3 separate regions of the Pan troglodytes genome follow, and all the other regions are linked to region 3. Evidence: chromatin contacts called from public HiChIP or PLAC-seq data. All regions are on one chromosome and are shown on one strand. Each heading gives the region's core, a stretch centred on a gene start, on an enhancer-like site or on the middle of the called end of the contact. The rest is flanking DNA. Distances are from core to core; before and after follow the strand shown. Region 1 holds the start of PIK3CA (phosphatidylinositol-4,5-bisphosphate 3-kinase catalytic subunit alpha). Region 2 holds the start of ZMAT3 (zinc finger matrin-type 3). Region 3 holds the start of ACTL6A (actin like 6A).

Region 1 (3,955 bases), core at 1,107-3,606, 410 kb before region 3:
CATTATCAACCATGAATTGAACAGTAAATGCTACTCCTGCACCAATGAATGGTGTCATGCATTCAAGTACCAGGTATGGCTTTTTCTGCTATGACATACAACTTCTTAAGGGCAGATAATCACATAACAAAAAACATATTATGTAATTAGCATTTTCTTACTTATTAAAAAATAAATTTTAGGCTGGGCATGTCGGCTGAAGTCTATAATACCAACACTTTGGGAGGCCGAGGTAGATGAATCTCTTGAGCCCAGGAGTTGGAGACCAGTCTGGGCAACGAAGCAAGACCCTGTCTTTACAAAAAATAAAACATTTTTAAAAATCACAAATAGGCCAGGTGCGGTGGCTCACGCCTGTAATCCCAGCACTCTGGGAAGTCGAGGGGGATGGATCACCTGAAGTCAGAAGTTTGAGACCAGCCTGACCAACATGGTGAAACCCCGTCTCTACTAAGAAATACAAAAATTAGCTGGCATGGTGGCTGGTGCCTGTAATCCCAGCTACTTGGGAGGCTGAGGCAGAAGAATCGCTTGAACCCGGGAGGCAGAGGCTTCAGTGAGCCGAGACTGCACCGCTGAATTCCAGCCTGGGCTACAGAGTGAGACTCTGGCTCAAAAAAATAATAATAATAAATAAAAAATAAATTTTATAAGGAAAAATATCCCTAGTATATTTTTCCCCACCAAGGTCTACTTATTAATATCTCATATAACTCTGTGCTTGAAACACAATTTGGGATATATTGCCTTAAAATTTACTTTGACTAGCAATTCAGTGTTCCTTTTTTAAAAAAATCTGTACTCTGGAGTAACAGTGTTCTAAAACTGTTGAAGAACATTGCTTCGAGAAAAACATTTAGAAACACAAACCCCTGGAATGTGAGATGAAAACCCGAGCTAAAGGGAGAAAAAGGACGAAAGAAAGAAAACACAGAAAAGAAAAAAATACAGTCAAGTGAAACTACGACCACAAAGAGGAACAGATCCATCTCATTTACCATTGGGGTATGGACGGACGTGCGGTGTTCGAGAAGACTGTTGTTATTGGTCAGAGTTTTGCTCTAGAGGACAAGTAGGACTGTAACATCTCTAGGATGGGTCACTTCCCAAGCCCTCTATTACTTAAAAATTCAAGGAGGAACCGATGCTGGAGTACTTGTATCTCAGACTTCTAATCACTGCTCCTACGCTTTTCCAATATTACAACAAAAGACCAGTAGGGGGAGAAAAACGCACAGTACCGAACCTTTATCAGTAGTAATCTCAAAAGTCAACAGATTGATTTACTCTCAAGCAAACAGACTTCTAAGGTACGCAGCACCAAGACACTACCTTGAATCAAATCTATAGACTATATGACATTTCTGAAGTCTCTGTTGGCATTACGCGAAAAATCCCCCACGTCTTCTGAATAGTTAGAATTGAATCCTACAAGCTGCTTCGAATCAGAATTCGATTTAAAAAAAAATGAGGGCATAGCAAAAGGTCTCCACGAAGTGAGTCAAAGGACTGCAGAGGGCTGTGACAGTGCATTCCGCCTTCGGGATGGTATACAACTTAAACCGTGTCGGCAGAAGAACGCACAGCAACGCTTTGTAAAAAGCATTCTTTCTATTATAGAATCCATAACCACGCTGGTTAGCCACTGACAGCGGCGGTTAGCCACCGCACCTCCTCTCACCCCCGAACTAATCTCGTTTCCTCTATGGGTGTAAAAGTGAAATAACCCACTTGCTCCCAATATTCCTTTCTATATCTCTACCCCAGCTCGCCTGCTGCTCGTAGAAACAAATATACTACATGTACGCTGTCCTAGGATGACACAACACCCTCACTACTGCAGAAGACGGATCATTAAACAAACGTCAGAAGAGCAGCCCCAACTGTACATAAACTTCGGGCGGAAAAGCAAGACGCAGGCGCAGTAGCACATATTGTTACCCTATTTGCCCACTCCCTGCTCCTCCTCGCCTCAATTTCACTTCCGCTTCTTTGCGCATCTGCTTCCGGGGGATTGTAGGCTCTGCCCCTCCTCAGCTCTTACCCTCCTCTGCCGGAGGAGGGGGGGGGGCGAGGGGGTGGGGAAGAGTTCGTTGTTTGTTTACACGATGTGAGCGGAAAAAGAGACCAATAAAGTTTATTCTGGAAACAAAAGGAAAAAAAACAGGGGCGACGGAGAAAGGAGTCGGGGGCGGGGGCGTGTGGCGGGGGCTAGCGAGGAGAAGGAGCGAGAAGTAGAAAGCGGCAGTTCCGGTGCCGCCGCTGCGGCCGCTGAGGTGTCGGGCTGCTGCTGCCGCGGCCGCTGGGACTGGGGCTGGGGCCGCCGGCGAGGCAGGGCTCGGGCCCGGCCGGGCAGCTCCGGAGCGGCGGGGGAGAGGGGCCGGGAGGCGGGGGCCGTGCCGCCCGCTCTCCTCTCCCTCGGCGCCGCCGCCGCCGCCCGCGGGGCTGGCACCCGATGCGGTTAGAGCCGCGGAGCCTGGAAGAGCCCCGAGCGTGAGTAGAGCGCGGACTGGCCGGGAGCGGGTGCGGTGGGAATGGGGACCGGGTGGGTGCCGGAGACTCCCGGGCGCGCCCGCCGTGTTGGGCGGGGGCTACGGGCTGGTCGTCTCCCAGCGTCGGCCCGCGGCGGAGTTCGCCTGCGATCGCCGCTCCCTCTCCCTCGCCTGCCTCTGGCCTCTCCCAGCTGCAGAGGCGAGGGCTCGCCGCTCCCTCTCCTTTCTCTCTGGCTGCCGCCTCGCTCTTCCTTTGCTTCTACTCCCAGTTTTGGGGACGGGGCGGCTGGAGGTTGAGGAAGTGCGCCCAGGGCCGCCGCCCCGGCCGCGGTGGCTCCGTCTCCCGCGCCCTGCACGCCCACCCAGCCCGCGGGTGGAGGGGCTGCCGCGAGGACCGCGGCTCAAGGGACGCGGGCGCGAAACCGCGAGCTTTTCCTGAGGGGCTGTCACGCCCGAGGACTCCGGCCCCGCCAGCCTGGCGGCCCTGCGTTTGCCTCTTACTGGGTTTAAATCGCCCGGCAGGGGTATGGAAGGAACACCGCTCCCCTCACCCCCGCCAGCTCCCCTCCCACCCTTCCTTTCGAGGTTGTTTTTTCCTTTTAGCTGAGACAAACGCTTAGATCTTTCATTCATAGACCTGAGACACTGACTCATGTGACTTGTCTCTTTACTAAGTGTATTATGTGATGCCTGTTCCATGGCTCCTAAGTGGCTCGGAAAGGTAGGGTAGGGCCCGGGATTGGGCTATGTAAACACCAGACGTTCAGCCGGCGTGTTTTTGACCTCGGCTCGAGGGGGTTATTTTAGGATGCTAAAGGAATAGTGATGGTGGCCAACCATGTTACCAGACTTGGGAATCGAAAGCTATTTTTTTTATGTCAATAATTGAGACTGTTTACATGGTTAAATAAAGGATAGGGTAAAGGGAGCGCAACAAGAGGGGCTTTCTAGAAAACAGTCTGCATATTCTTTAATGAATTAGAGTTGTGATTTCATCTTGGTGAAGCTTCCTCATTCCAGCACTGCGCCTTTGTGCACATGCAGGACCTGGGTTTTCGGAACGATGTTTTGAATCATAGTTTGTGTGGCCGGGGAGAACCCCTTAGAATACTTGGGTAGGTAAATTCCAGGTTATCTCAGGGGATTATTTCTACTGCGACTTTTGAACCACTGAGGGCAATATTGGTCATATGTTATCCTGCTTAGAAATTGAATTTTTCTGAGTATTTGCTTACATTGTACTGTACAAAATTTGTTTATGTGCTGGATTGCGTGTTTTAAGAAAACTTCTGGAAAATACTCAAAATACCGTGTTGCTAAGTTAGTTTGGATAAATCAAAACACTTTGCTTTCAAAGCAACTACAGTCTTAACAATTTAACGTGTCTTTGTATTCAGGTTTTAAGTTTTTGGTTTTTTTTTTTTTTTTCTTTTAACTGAAGCACTGAGGTCCGGTTGACAGCA
Region 2 (4,217 bases), core at 1,603-4,102, 480 kb before region 3:
TCAAAATCCACAATTCCCTCCACTCTCTCAATACAGTATTATTAAAACCTCTTCTCTTGGTCAATAGAATATGGCTATTTTAAGCTGCTGAAATTTTCCATCTGCAATGGAAATGTGTACATTATGGCAATAATAGAATTACTAAAATGAATCAAGTAAATTTTGAAAAGTTAAAGTCTATTTTACCACATTTGATAACTACACAGCACCTGAAAATCAAGTAACAACTTTCAGACGAAATTTGGGGTGGGGAGGCAACAAAGGAAATCAGCGTGATGGGAAAATAATGTAGTTAAGGACAAAGTGCATAAGTATTAGTCATAGAATTTAACAATACTTCTCATTAATCACAAAATTTAGAAAAATGATAATATTATTTAATTTTTAAGCAGAAGTGTACTGCCCATATCTCTGGGAACATAAAAGAAAAGCAATATAGAGTTTTAACATTTAAAAAGTCAGGTTCTCTGTAATGGTATTATTTCTCTTAATTGAATCAAGCAAAGATAGTCCAGAAAGCAAAGACAGATATGGTCATTTTAGAAAACGGAACTAAGTAGACAAAGAACAGCTTTTAAAAAGTTTAACTACCTAATAATAATAATTCATAATGTTAAAAAGCTACTGATGTCAAATTGCCACAAACATTCTGCTAGTTCATTAGTGAAAAGGTGGAGGGGGGGTGTCAAAACCTCTGGATAAAGGAAATCAGCAATATAAACAGAAAATCAAATGCTACCAATTGCCGAGGCATGTCTGGACTTGTTTTATGAAAGCTCACTTTCACTTGAGGAAATTCTAACATGTGTCTCCCCCAGTGTTATCTACAGGTTTCCCTCAAAATAAAGATCCTTCTCAAAGAACAGAGGCACAAAAGGCCTCCTACCAGAGGTGATAAAGTTACCTGATTTAAAGAAAAAATTCTTGCCAAACACAGATTTACCCATTATCACATTTGATCTTTACAATTTTTAAAGAGTAGCTTGATATCCCAAATTTATTTCTTGTTATATTTAACAATCAACACAATGTCGACTCCTCAAAAAAATCTATGTATGACAATTGCATCAAATATTAGTACATTTGCAAACAAAAATTAGTACAAAATATAAATCTTAAAATGAATAAAACCAAGTCTTCAGTGAATGCATGAATGATGGAATACAGAGACCCAAAACATGCAACTCAGATCTATTCAACTGTTGCATTGGTTTAAAAGGGACTAATTTGAAGACTGGCATAAATATTCTTCAAATCTTAAAAACCAGTCACTTTGATGCTTGCGATGGCATAAATGAAGGATTTATGCTGGTTAATGTCCTGGTTTGGAAAAGAGCTAAGACGACATTAAAGAAAATCAAAGCTTCACAAGGTACCCTGTTTAAAGAAAATTAATTGTCATAGCATACTTAGTTTTAATGATTGGACTGGGGCCTACTCTTCACATACTGTGTTAAAGACAATCTCTTGTCTCATTTGGAGAAATCTACAGAGGAAAGAGAATAGAATCAAGGAACAGGTTAGCAGCACCTCAGCAAACTAGGTAAGTCCGTAATTGGGAATTCTGGAAATGAGGGAAAGGCAGCGAGCATTACTCAGAGGTCATCAGAACGCAGCAAGAAGGAATGAGAGGGAGAAAAGTAAAAATAATAATAATAATAATCACTTGAGGCAAGGTGTATCCTATAAAGAAGGCTCAAAAGAACGCAGAAAACTGGGGAAGAGGCCTTGGTGAATTGGCGAATGTTTTTCAGTCTCCGCTGTGACGGTTCCTAATCCTAGAGAACTGTTTACAGATTTGAATCAAAGCTACAGACAGTTCATTGTCGCCCACATCCACCTTACATTCCTAAGATGTGCATGCATACACACGAACCCACACACGCACCTCAACCCGGTATGGATGCCATCACGAAGGATGGAATCCCCCGACTCCCACGGGGCGGGGGCAACTGAGAGGGCCAAGGCAGCTGCACGCACAGATGATCCACCTGGTCCACGTGAAATGCCTGAAACGAGCAAACTGATAAATAGAAGCAGCGCAAGCCCTGTCACGTGGAGGGCAGATGGAAAGAGCATCGGAAAGGAACCGCTAGTCCCCGGCGCTCCAGGGGCTCGTCCTGAAAGCTCCGCGGCTCCCAATCACCCGCACTTACCGGAACCCCCGGGACGCGCCGGCAGTCTCCGCGCCGCGTCCGCCCGGGACGCCCGCGACGCCCGCCCTGCGCGCCCGGCTCGGCCCAGCTCGACCCAGCCTCTTCTCGGAGCAACTTTCTCCGCCGGCCGCCGCCGAGCCCCCTCTGCAGCCGAAGGCTGACTGTCAAAAGTCAGTCCAACCCGACCCACAGGGAAACAGCTGCAGGAAGTGACTGCGGAACCGGGAGGCGGTGGAGGAGGAGACTGAGGGCGCCGGCTCGGCGTCGCCACTGCGCATGTGCCTGGCGGAGCAGGCCCGGCAGCGGTGGCAGCGGTAGCAGTGGCGGCTCCCGCATCCCCGGCGGGCGGCGCGTGGGTCAGGTGCCCTGGCCGCGAGCGCAGGGGCGCGGGGTTAGGCCGGCGTGGGGAACAAAGGCACGAGTGAGAGGCGGGAGGGTCCCGCCGCCAATCTCAGCAGACAGCCCCGAAGAGCTGTTCAGCAGATGCCCTGGAAAGTTAATCCTTGGTAGAAGCCTGGGCAGAGCTTTTGCAACTTTCATCTCCAGTCATTGGGATCCAAACATTGTTCATTCTGTTCCTCCCTTAGCCTGCTGGTTGGTGGTTAAGGCGGCTGAGTGGATCCTTTAAACTGCTGCAACAGAACCTTTAAACTGCTGCTCTCCCCACTTCCGCCCCAGGATGGAGGAAGAAGAGCGTGGCTGCCTGCCCAGTAGCGGCCTCCCTCACACAAAACGCCCCCACCCACCCACACACACACCTTCCCTCCCCTACACGAAAGTGAGCAGGAGATAGAGGAGACTTTCTCCTGACCCCCAGAGGCTCACCTGCAAGACAGGAAGGACCAGGAAAAGAGTGGCCAACGCTAGGATGTCACATCCTTCATAACCAACCTGGACATCTTCAATGTTAACACTGAGTGATGAGTTGAGGAAATTCCGGCTCTAAACTTATAGCGTAAATTAACTCGTATGAAGATCTGCTGGGGTATTATTTTTGTGTGTGGCAAACGATAACAAATATACTACTTTAAGAGTACAGGCCGGGCGCGGTGGCTCACGCCTGTAATCCCAACACTTTGGGAGGCCGAGGCGGGTGGATCACGGGGTCAGGAGATCGAGACCATCCTGGCTAACACGGTGAAACCCAATCTCTACTAAAAATACAAAAATATTAGCCAGGCGTGGTGGCGGGCGCCTGTAGTCCCAGCTACTCCGGAGGCTGAGGCAGGAGAATGGCGTGAACCCGGGAGGCGGAGCTTGCAGTGAGCCGAGATCGCGCCGCTGCACTCCAGCCTGGGTGACAGAGCGAGACTCCGTCTCAAAAAAAAAAAAAAGTACAGTTCAGTGGCATTAAGTACATTTGCATTATTGTGTGGTTATTTTTTAAAACACGAATTAAAATGCCAAGGAGATCTAAGTATAGTAAGATGTGCCCTATTAGTAGGGAAACAACTGCAGGAAATCAAGGCTGTTTCTTTGGCTGAAAAATGCACCAATCCAATACCAACAACAACAAACCATAAAAGACTTCATAAGTACAATGAATATGAAGTACAAACATATACACACAGTGTACACCAGCCATTTGGGGAGAGTAATCCATCACCTGAATTGTTTTTCCAGCTGTATAGGTACATTTACTTTATGTGTCACTATTTTAAAGGGCTATATTGTTTCTAAAATAATAAATGCTGCTAAAATCCACTCTCCAGCCCCTTTTCTATATGGTCTTTAGCCAGTCTTAGAACTTCACAGTCCACACTCCTTATCTAGGACCACAACTAGGCCTTGCGGAGCCTTTCCAATCTGACCTTCCACCAGTCTCCCCTCATCATTTCACTCACACCCCCATCCATGCCCCTTCATTTCCTGCCTCTGTAATTTAGCTCTGTCTGCATCTTGAATACAAAATGCTTTCTCTCCCCTCCCCTTGAATTGTCAAATCCTACCTGTCCTTCCAGGCCTCTTCTTTCATGAGCTCCCACAGCACTTTTCTCCGCACACCTTGATGACACACTATTTGTTGTCCCACATTATAATTACTTAAGAGATATTTCCTCT
Region 3 (4,467 bases), core at 779-3,278:
ACCATACCCAGATAATTTTAAAATTTTTTGTAAAGACGGGGGTCTCCCTGTGTTGCCCAGGCTGGTCTTGAACTCCTGGCCTCAAGCGATCCTCCTGCTTGGACCTCCCAAAGTGCTAGGATTACAGCTGTGAGCCACCATGCCCAACCTGTCACATATTATTCTTTAAAATATTTTTAAAAATAATTTAAAAACAGAAATAATCATTCTTAGCTCAAGGCCAAAAAAAAAAAAAAAAAAAAAGGCAGTCTTCCCACCTGCTTCCCCTTTTCCCCACCTCCCCTCCCCACCCCACACACAAAAGACTGGATTTGGCCCTAGTGCCATAGTGTGCTGACATCTGCATTATCTCACTGGGTTAATAGGGCTTTTCTAAATGGTCAGATATACTATGATTATATTGTCAAGTGAATGGGAAAGAGTTTTCCCGCTAGCCTTTTTTCCCACCCTACTGCCTCATCACTTTCTGCCACCCTCTGCCACTGAGACTGATGGGGTTTTAGTCAATAGTTTCTAAGGTTAAAAGTAGGCACTGCATGTCTAGACTCTAGACAAGGATCAATTACAAGGATAGGCAGCAATCTTAAGGGTTTGAGCGCTGGAGTGTCCTGATCGGGTTTGGGCGTTTTCACAGATGAAGCTCCCTTGATCAAGAGTGGCAAAGGGACAGAGCAACAAGTTGTTGCAGTAATCTGGGGATAAAGGAAGGTGATCTGGACTAGGCTGGTAGAAATAGGGGACTAAGACAGGCTGTTTTTGGGATGCCTATTTAGGATTGGGTGCTTGCTTGAATGAAGATTGATTAGCTGTTTTAAATACCTCTCACAGGATAAAAGAAATTGATTTTTTTTTTTTTTTTTGAGACAGAGTCTTGCTCTGTCGCCCAGGCTGGAGTGCAGTGGCGCAATCTCGGCTCACTGCAACCTCTGCCTCCCGGGTTCAAGCGATTCTCCTGCCTCAGCCTCCTGCATAGCTGGGACTACAGGCCCGGCTACTTTTCTCATTTTTAGTAGACACAGGGTTTCACTGTGTTGGCCAGGCTGGTCTCGAACTCCTGACCTCGTGATCTGCCCGCCTCGGCCTACCAAAGTGCTCGGATTACACGCATGAGCCACCACGCCCGGCCTGAAATTTTTTTTTTTTTAAAGAAATGAGTAAGTTTTTTAATAGTTTTTAAAGCGCTACCTAGGTTTAGCTGGGATAACGCATAATTTCATTCTTCTTTTACTTACTAATAACCATTTTAAAAATTGCAAGATCCTATCAATTTGTCTGATTTACTGATTCCCCTATCCCAAAGTGGAGCGCAAAATTTTTATTTTTTCAACATAAAAGTTAGTTTAAAATACTTTTTCTGAAGAAAAAAAGAAAGAAATCCGCATTCCCCACAGTCACTGGACAGGAATCTCGGCGTGGAGACACCCGTTCAATTTCCAAGGGTCTACCTTCCCCTACCTGGGTTCCCGCCGCTCCTCAGCGCCCAGACGCACCTCCTAGTCCCGCCCCCATGCTTCTTCCAGCCTTCCTCCTTCTTCTCCCACTGCCTCCGCCCATTCCCTCGCCCACCCGGGAAGCTCCGCCCCCTCCAGCTCCGCAACCCAACTCCTTCTGTCCTGCTGTCGCTTTCCTCTTTCCCGCCCCCATGGCTGCCTTCGATTGGCTAAACCTGCTGGGCCGCGGCGGGGATGCGGCGCAGCCGCATTCTGATTGGCTAGACTTAGGCCTGGACCCTAGTGATTGGCTGATGAGAGGAGCCAGCAAGTGTGGCTGAGCTCCGGGGTGTGTGGACGCCGCTTTGTTGCCTGAGGGGGGTGGCGGTGGAAGTTAAGGGAGTCAGGGGCTATCGCTCCTCGAGACTTGCAGTCGCGGCCACTGCAGTCATTCGCCAGTTAGCCCTTAGGGTAGGAGTCGCGCCGGCAGCAGCCATGAGCGGCGGCGTGTACGGGGGAGGTGAGTGAGTGCGGCCGGACGAGAGAGCGCGCCTTTTCGGCGTGTGGGGTTTGTAACCGCCGCTCCCAGCCCTCCCCTCCCCGGCGTTCCCTTCCGGTCTCCCCCTCTCGGGACCCCGGCCTCCCCGCCCCGTCCCCGCCCCACGCTCTGCCCGCCCCCGGAGCCCACCCGGCTCGCCGTGCTCCTCGGGCGCCCTGAAGTGGCGGCTCTCTGTGGCCTCTTCCTGCCTCTGTCCCCGGAGGAGCAGGGTTTTGGGGTGCGCGCTCGGTTCTCTAGGGAGCCTCGGGGCTGGGCGGGAGGCTCAGTCTAGCCGGCCGCCGGGCCCCGGCTTGGGTGACCGCCCCAGGGTCGCATCTCCCCGAGTGCCTCCTGGACTCAGCTGTGTCGGGACGCGTGTGCGCGCGCCTAAACTTGGAAGGTCCCGGCGGTTTGCAAGCGTGGACGGAGGGTTCCCAGAGTGTCCCATAGGTGGCAAAGCGAGCCTCAAGCCGTAGAACTGACTAGGGAAGCGGCGGCCACTTAGGGTACTGCCTCCTCCCCGTCTGCGCCCCATGCGCGAGCTGCCTCACCTTTCAGTAACTCCTGCCGGTTTGTTGGCTGCGGAGTCTCCAGAGTGACTCGTGGGCGGGTCTGTTTGAGATCAATTCAGGAGCACGTGTAATTTAAGGATGCCCAGAAAGTTTGCTGGGGGTCCTAGGCGTGTTATTTTTTCACTTTCTTTGATTAGACTGTGGTGTGGTAGAAACATTACCAGGTGCCGGGGGTTACAGACCTGGGTTGAAATATCCACCTCACTCTTTATTAAGCGCTTTGGTCTTGGGCAGTTTATGTAACTTTCCAACTTCAGGCCTCATTTATGGAATAATTCCTAGCCGATGGGGGTGGGCATGAAGGTTAAATGAAATAATGCTGCATTTGCCACTTAAAGTCTGGCCCATGGACCAGCAGTGTCAGCATCACCTGCAAGCCTGTTAGAAATGCAGGATCTCACGCGTCATTCAAAATCTACTGATTTAGAGCCTCCATTTTTGCAAGATCTGCAGGTTAATTGAAACACTGATACATATAATTCATGTGTTGGGTTGTGTTTGATGAGTTAGAGACCCAGAACACAAATCCAGACTATTGCTATTGTTACTATGTCTAATAGTGATGCTGTTTCTATAAAGGATGTCATTTTACAGGTAGGAAACAACAAAAATAAGATTTTTCCTTCATGTCCCCCAAGAAAATCACATCACCCCTAAACTTGGAAGGAGAAAAACATTAAAGTCCTCAAAAAAAAAAAAAGCCTTTTTAGTAGAGTAGAGGTTCGATTCTTGAGGATTTTTATAGACTAGAAATTGCATCCTAGGTTTTAAACATCCAGAACTCTGTGGTTCTATTAAGCCTCCTGCCTCCCATGGCCACTCTCCTACTTTGGGTTCATGGGGCTTGATTTTTAATGAAGCAGGGTACAGGAATTAGATGTATCTCCCATCCTGGAAAAGGAACAGATGTAAAATTCTGAGAATTTAGAGTCTTAAATTAAAATTCCACCATATCCAGTTTACTAAACTAATTAGGACAGGAAAATGAGCTGATATGTTGGATTTTTTCTATTTCACAAAAATGTTTTTTGAGTACTTGCTATGTGGCAGGTATAGGCTCTTGTCATCAAGAAGCTCAGTCTTGTAGATGAGTCTGTTAGGTAAATAGACACCGTATTTCACTGATTCTTCGTTGTACATTTTTCCCCACATTTAAACAGCTGAAGTTGGAATATGTCTTTTTTTTTTTTTTTAATAGAGATGGGTCTTGAACTCCTGAGCTCAGGTGGTCCTCCCACCTCAGCCTCCCAAAGTGCTAGGATTACAGGTTTGAGCCACTGCCCCCAGTCAGAATATGTCTTAACAGTGCTGGCGTGGCAGAGTTTAATTGCCATATTATTTTGTTAGTGATGCAGGAAATAGTGGTGCATCATGTAGTTGATAGCATCTTATATTGATCAGAAATGGTAACTGTAATTCAATGAGAGATGTTCATTGATAACAATATGCAGAAGGGGCCAGGTGCGGTGTAATCCCAACACCTTGGGAGGCCGAGGCGGGCGGATCACTTGAGGCCAGGAGTTCAAGACCAGCTTGGCCAACATGACAAAACCCTGTCTCTACTAAAAATACAAAACTTAGCCAGGCGTGGTGGCGCATGCCTGGAGTCCCAGCTGCTGGGGAGGCTGAGGCACAAGAATCGCTCGAACCTGGAACTGCACTCCAGCCTGGGTGACAGAGCGAGACTCTATCCTAAAAAAAACAAAAACAAACATATATATATATGTGTGTTATATATGTTATATATATTACATATGTTATGTTGTATATATTATATATTTTATATGTTATATATGTCTCATATATATACATATATAGAGAGAGAGTGCAAAGGTAGCTCAGAGAATAAAGTTATTGATTCTGTGTGGTGGAGTCAAGGGACTTTACAATAGAGGTAATGGGGATGATGGAGGAGGAGTGGAAAGGG

What was found. HiChIP or PLAC-seq counts read pairs in DNA pulled down with a chosen protein or histone mark.
Region 1: an H3K4me3 HiChIP or PLAC-seq map of stem cell-derived excitatory neurons shows a contact between it and region 3, with 3 times the contacts expected there. The contact joins the promoter of PIK3CA here to the promoter of ACTL6A in region 3. A contact is called at or near these places in 1 of 7 Hi-C or Micro-C datasets (stem cell-derived neural progenitor cells) and 1 of 1 datasets of contacts at active chromatin or transcription factors (stem cell-derived excitatory neurons).
Region 2: a contact with region 3 is called in an H3K4me3 HiChIP or PLAC-seq map of stem cell-derived excitatory neurons, with 2.4 times the contacts expected there. The contact joins the promoter of ZMAT3 here to the promoter of ACTL6A in region 3. A contact is called at or near these places in 1 of 7 Hi-C or Micro-C datasets (stem cell-derived neural progenitor cells) and 1 of 1 datasets of contacts at active chromatin or transcription factors (stem cell-derived excitatory neurons).

The regions. Positions count from the first base shown.
Region 1 is chr2:182,327,936-182,331,890 of NHGRI_mPanTro3-v2.0_pri, forward strand. PIK3CA (phosphatidylinositol-4,5-bisphosphate 3-kinase catalytic subunit alpha) reads left to right here and starts at 2,357. Exons shown (of 21, transcript XM_024355822.3): 1 at 2,357-2,493.
Region 2 is chr2:182,260,090-182,264,306 of NHGRI_mPanTro3-v2.0_pri, forward strand. ZMAT3 (zinc finger matrin-type 3) reads right to left here and starts at 2,853. Exons shown (of 6, transcript XM_009446885.4): 1 at 2,157-2,853.
Region 3 is chr2:182,738,496-182,742,962 of NHGRI_mPanTro3-v2.0_pri, forward strand. It overlaps ACTL6A (actin like 6A), which reads left to right and starts at 2,029. Exons shown (of 14, transcript NM_001271671.1): 1 at 2,029-2,474. LOC134809503 (a long non-coding RNA gene) reads right to left here and starts at 1,578. Exons shown (of 2, transcript XR_010155386.1): 1 at 1,456-1,578.